2 separate regions of the Canis lupus genome follow, and region 1 is linked to region 2. A link is a contact called in public Hi-C data. All regions are on one chromosome and are shown on one strand. The core of a region is the stretch at or near the end of the contact, and the rest is flanking DNA. Distances in the headings are between cores, read along the strand shown. Region 1 holds the start of RPS27 (ribosomal protein S27). Region 2 holds the start of ATP8B2 (phospholipid-transporting ATPase ID).

What was found. Hi-C and Micro-C count contacts between places; a contact is called where the count stands out from the background.
Region 1: a contact with region 2 is called in a Hi-C map of blood, with 2.0 times the contacts expected there. The contact joins the promoter of RPS27 here to the promoter of ATP8B2 in region 2. A contact is called at or near these places in 2 of 9 Hi-C or Micro-C datasets (both in blood).

What each region holds. Positions count from the first base shown.
Region 1 is chr7:43,135,857-43,138,708 of UU_Cfam_GSD_1.0, reverse strand. RPS27 (ribosomal protein S27) reads left to right here and starts at 1,494. Exons shown (of 4, transcript NM_001252286.1): 1 at 1,494-1,532; 2 at 1,811-1,919; 3 at 2,087-2,197; 4 at 2,602-2,687. The coding sequence starts at 1,527. The coding sequence ends at 2,630.
Region 2 is chr7:42,945,131-42,947,902 of UU_Cfam_GSD_1.0, reverse strand. ATP8B2 (phospholipid-transporting ATPase ID) reads left to right here and starts at 1,344. Exons shown (of 28, transcript XM_038543231.1): 1 at 1,344-1,402. It overlaps AQP10 (aquaporin-10), which reads left to right. Exons shown (of 4, transcript XM_038543234.1): 4 at 1-314. The coding sequence ends at 60. The region is part of intron 2 of LOC102151891 (a long non-coding RNA gene); the gene reads right to left.

The DNA of each region.
Region 1 (2,852 bases), core at 245-2,744, 190 kb before region 2:
TTTTTAAGATTTTATTTGACATCAGGGCAGAGGGAGAGGGAGAAGCAGGCTCCCCGCTGAGCAGGGATCCCGAAAAGGAGCTCGACCCCAGGACCCCAGGGATCATGACCTGAGCCGAAAGGGAGATATTTAACCGACTGAGCCACTCAGGGACCCATGGTTTCATTCTTTGGATGAGGTATGGATCTTTAACATAGCCCCGAGGCCGCCCTCTTGGGACCACATGAAAGGTTTGTGAAAAGGCAAGGAAAAAGCTTAAGTGGAAAACATGGCTATAAAGAAACAAGTTTATCTTTGCTTTTTGGGAAAAAAAAAAAAAAACTGTTCAAACTATTTGCTTTTCTAACAGTGGGTCAGAATTGTCCTCATGTAGAGCGTACTGGTACTACACTTCCCTCATCTGGTCACGTTCGCGCCGGCGCTTGCCCCTTCTCAGACACCACCACTGAACCCACTTTGTCCATTCTCTCACCTCCCACCATGTCTTCAAGCTGTATCACAAATCTTGAGTTTTCGCTATTTCTCCTCACTAGCCAAAGTGTCCTTTATTCTTCAACTTTCATTAATTCTGACAATAACCCAGCAATTCTTCTTTTTTTTTTTTTCCATTTTGCTTGGAACTGGACTCCATCCCCAGAGTGTGGTGCGTGTGGTGCCCACCCCTCCAAACGGTACCGATGCTGGGGTACAATAGCTGTTCCTGAACCCGGCCCCGGACGCTCTGCCTTTCACTCGGAGCTCCGGCAACTATGCCTCCCCTCCGTCTGGCCCTGGGTTTTGTCCGTCAACCCACACAGTGCTTCTGTCCAGACTCCGGCCCCTCAGAGATCCCTCTTCCCAGTGCCGCTGTCACTCTGGAAGTTCGACTCTGGCCGCGGGGCGGGTGTTTGCACCCGACACTCCACGCCCCTGACCCGAGTTCACACGCCTCTGCTTGCATTCCCAGACGCCGTCGAGAAGTCTTCGGTCCTCTGGTGACAAAGGGACCTTCTAGACGCTGGGCCCGACTGTACAAGACGTGGCTCCGGTCCCGGTTTGCTTTCTCCTCGCCCTTTCCAAGTGTGTCGGTGCGGATGTACAATGTCCGGCCGCCACAGCCGCCCAGGGCGAGCACTACGCCAGCGTCTGATGTCATCGTCACTTAGAGGAAAACCACTGGATAAAACAAAACAGCCGCTGACCTCGCAGCAAGCTGGGGAAGCGGGGAAATAGGCGGGCCTTCTTTTCCCGTGTTTACACTTCGGGGTGCTGACTGGGCAAAGTAAACCCACGGAAAAACAGCAAAGGAAGCGGAGAGGTCCCAGGCAGGGCGGGGCGCGCCTGTTCGTCAGCGTACCCTACGGACGCGCTCCCACGGTCGCGGCGCAGCAGCCCGTCCAAAGGCGCTGGTTTCTGCCACAGGCGGCGCGCGGACTTCGGCATGGCGGCCGAACGCGCGCGCGCGTCACTTCCGGCGGACGGCGGATATAAGCGGCAGGATTTCCGCTTTCGCTCCTTTCCGGCGGTGACGACCTCCCCACGAGAACATGCCCGTGAGTTCCTCCGCCCGGGTCTCGGCGGAGCCCTCGCTTCCCGCGCGCGCGCGTGCTCCTCCGCCGGGTGCGGGCCGTGGGGGCCGGCCGCGGACCGCGGGCGGCCGGGGGCGGGCGGCGGGCGGCCCGGGGCGGGGATAAGATGGCGGCCCCGCTGCGGACGCCGAGCGGTGCGGGCTGTTGCTGCCGCTGCTATTGCTTCTTGCTCCTGTTCCTCCTCCTCCCCACTCTACTGCCCCGGGCCGTTGCTGCTCTGACCACACCTTGTGCCCCCGTAGCTTGCGAAGGATCTCCTGCACCCGTCCCCGGAAGAGGAGAAGAGGAAGCACAAGAAGAAGCGCCTGGTGCAGAGCCCCAACTCCTACTTCATGGACGTTAAGTGCCCGGGTGAGGGGCGCCGCCAGGGGGGAACGACGCGGGAGGGGGGGGGAGGGGGAGGGGAGGGTCCCGGGGCGGGGGTGAGGAGAGCGGCGGGTTCCCAGCGGGCTCCAGCGAGGAGGGCCTGAAAAGGCCTGAAAGGTCCTCACTCCCCGCTTCCTGACGTCTCTTCCCAGGATGCTACAAAATCACCACCGTCTTCAGCCACGCACAGACGGTAGTTCTGTGTGTCGGCTGTTCTACTGTCCTCTGCCAGCCCACGGGAGGAAAAGCAAGGCTTACAGAAGGTGAGCTGCTGAGCGAACGTCGTCGTTGGGGCTTGAATCTTGGAGCGGGGGGGGGGGGGGTGTCGTGTGTCCTCAGACCGCCTCGTGCAGGCTGTTGGATTGTAAAGTCCGCCGGCCACCCTCCCGCAAGAGGATTGCCAGAAACCACACATTCCTTAGATCCAAAACAAACCTAAAGCTGTACCTGGGTAATGATGAAAGGGGCTTCATATGAGGGAGCGCGAGGGCTATAAACGGCTGAAGTGGTAGCTATAAGTTTTTTTTTTTTTTTTTTTGGTAGCTATAAGTTTTGAGGAAAGTAAAGATGTAGTTTTCCTGTGGATGGATTAGCAGCCACGCTCGTTTCTTGGGGGGTGGCAGGATAAGTAGGCTGCTATCAATCTCTGAACCGTTTTTTCTTCCAGGATGCTCCTTCAGGCGGAAGCAGCACTAAAAGCTCCCTGAATCAAGATGAGTGGGACACTATCCCAATAAACAGATTTTGGATACATCCTGTTTATTGTCTTTGTTTTACTGCTAGGAAGTTCCTACTCAAGTACTCAGGGGCACCCAGAAGAGTGGACTGCTAGTCATTTGGGGCAAGTAAGTGGCCAAGTACTTAAATCCATATGGAACATTGCTATCCAGCTAGGCTCACTGACTAAATCTTTGGAAC
Region 2 (2,772 bases), core at 95-2,594:
TTTGCCCAACATAAAGCTTCAGACTTGGAAATTCCTGCCTCCGCTCAGTGTAAGCTATGATTCTGACATTGCAGCCCTCATCTCCCTTGTGGACACTGGAGAGGGCCAGAGACCCAGGGCTGGTGACAAGACATTCTCTGTACCAGTTCGCTCTTCAAGCCATCCTTTCCCCTGAACTGGGCAGGATACTTGGACGGGGCGGTAACCCCGCGCCAGGCCCCTCCCGCTGGCCCTCCTTGCTCCCCCCCCCCCCCCCCAGCAGGTCTTGGGACAATGATGGCTTCCGCGGACGAAGAGCCTCCCAGTGGCCGCCAAAGGGTGCACCCTGGAGGGGCCCGGGGTGGGGTGGGGGGCGGGCAGCCTCGGTGAGGGGGGCTCCTAGCCCCAAGACCTCTGCGCAGCCTCGCGGGGCAGCTCCCCAGGTGGCGAGGAGACGACCGGGAGCGCAGGGGGAGAACTGAGGCACAGCCCGGTGCCCAGACGCTCCAGCCATCCCTCCCGGAGAGGGGTGCGGTGCGCCCAGGAGTAAGGCCCTGACTCTGGGGCCGCGGGGGGGGGGGGGGGGGGGGGCGGGGGGGGCGGGGGAGGCTCGCTCTCACGCCCCTACCTGGCCGCCCTCCCGGGACCCTTTCCAGTGAATAAGAGCGCCAGGGCTCCCTTTGGGGTGCCCGGCTGGCTCAGTCGGAGGACTTGCCAGTTGATCTCGGAGGCCGTGAGTTGGAGCCCCATGTTGGGTGTGCAGATTACTTAAGTAAATGAACTTAAAAAAAAAAAACAAAAAACAAAAAACGTCTGGGCTCGTTACTCTCTGGCCGACTGGAGACGTGCGGTGAGGTGGAGGGGCCCCTGGGTGGAGGTGCCCCTGGATGAAGGGGCCGTGGGATGGAGGGGCCCCTGGGTGGAGGGGCGGTGGGATGGAGGGGCCCCTGGGTGGAGGGGCGGTGGGATGGAGGGGCCCCTGGGTGGAGGGGCCGTGGGATGGAGGGGCCCCTGGGTGGAGCGCCGTGGGATGGAGGGGCCCCTGGGTGCAGGGGCCGCGGGATGGAGGGGTCCCGGGGTGGAGGTGCTCCGGGATGGAGGTGCCGCGGGAGGGGCGGGGGCCACGGCTCGGAAGGGTTAAGACCCCCAATCCCCCGCCCCGCACAAAGATGGCGGCTCCCTCCTTCCCTCCCCCTCTCCTCCTCCCCAAAGCCCCCGCCCGCCCCCCGCCTCTGCCGCCGACTCCGTCACTTCCGCCCCGCTGCGGCCGAAACTGACACAAAGTAGCGGGCCGAGCCCCGGGGGAGCGGGGCTGCAGCTGGGGGCGGGAGCCCGGGGGAGCCGAGCCGAGCGCCCCCCGCCGCAGCCCCCGGCATGGGCTGGACGGGGCGGCCGGGGCGGGCGCCCGGCGCCGCGCGCTGAGGTGAGGCAGGGGGGCTGAAGGGAGGGGGCGGCGCGGCGGGGAGTGCCGCCCGACACTTGTAGGGTGAGGGATGCGTCTCTGGAGGGGGCCCCAGGAGGAGTCTGACCCTGACCACGGAAGGGGTACGGGATCCCATTTCCTGCCGTCCCCTTGACCTGCCAACCTTCTCTGGGAGAAGGGGTCCGTCTTCCCGGCTTAGGCTTCGGGCTGGAAGGGAGTGGGGGCCCGGCCAGAGGAGGAGCACTGCCTTCCTCCCAGAGCCGGCTATTTTTATTCTAAATGTGGCTGCAGAGGGGGCTGGGGCCGGGTGATGGGCAGGGCAACGTGGCTGGTGTGCCTAGTGTTAAAGAAACCCAGGCTGTAGGAGCCTGGGGAGAAGCGAGTGCCGTCCCCCATGTCTCCCACTCTTGCTCCCTCCCCACCAGAGCCCCAGAGGGGATGAGTTCTGGGAGCAAGTCAGCTTTCATTCTCCTCAGGGCCTTAGAAGTAAAACAACTTTCCTGATCTGTGTCCAGACTCGGGAATCCTAAGAGTGTGTGTGGTCCCTTCATTAATTCTTTCGTAGGACTCAAGCCCAGATCTTCAGGCTGGTGGTGTTTCTTGATGGACTCTCTTTTGGAGGGTGGGGCTGGCTATGGAACTTGTGGTGCCCACCCTCCCATCTTCTCCTTTAGCCTCTTCCTCCACACCCCACCCTGCTGTGACTCATGCTCTAGACTGGGTGGAGACCCTGGCCAGGGCCCCTGGAGGAGGGCTTGGCATCTCCCAAACATGGATGAAGTTTTTTCCTCCTGAGCCAGGCACCCTTGGCAAGATCAGTGTTGGGAAGGGTCGGGGAGGAAGAGGACTTCTGGCTTTCTGCCTGACCTGGGGTTCAGAAAGGGAGTCTGAGTTAGTAAAGGGATGGCTGGTGTGGGTGACAGGCTGTGGCCAGAGTCTGTAATTATAGAGGTTGGTCAGACAGGCAATCAGTATCTTTTTGGGCTGACAGGCTGGCAGGCTGTGCCTCGGAGGCCCTGGACAAGGGAACAGATGAGGGGGAAGGCTTTTCACCCAGACAGAGAAAGAGGAGGTGACAAGAGGACCCAGGGCCTGGCTGGCAATAGGGATGAGGCTCTGACCCTGTCTCCTAGGCCAGACCTTTTACCTTTTTAGGTGAAAGGGACATGGTAAGATGGAAGGAAAAACAAAGACCTGTGTGATGCTCCCTGAGCCTGTATCTACTGCCATCCTGGCGGGGCTGGGCTTGTGGGGAGGGAGAGAGAGGGTGACTCCCCAGCACAGTGGGCAAGGCCCCTCTGCTGACCCAGGAAGTGAGAGGAAGTGGTTTGGGGACCTGTTCAGGAAATGAAGCCCAGGCCTGTAGTGTG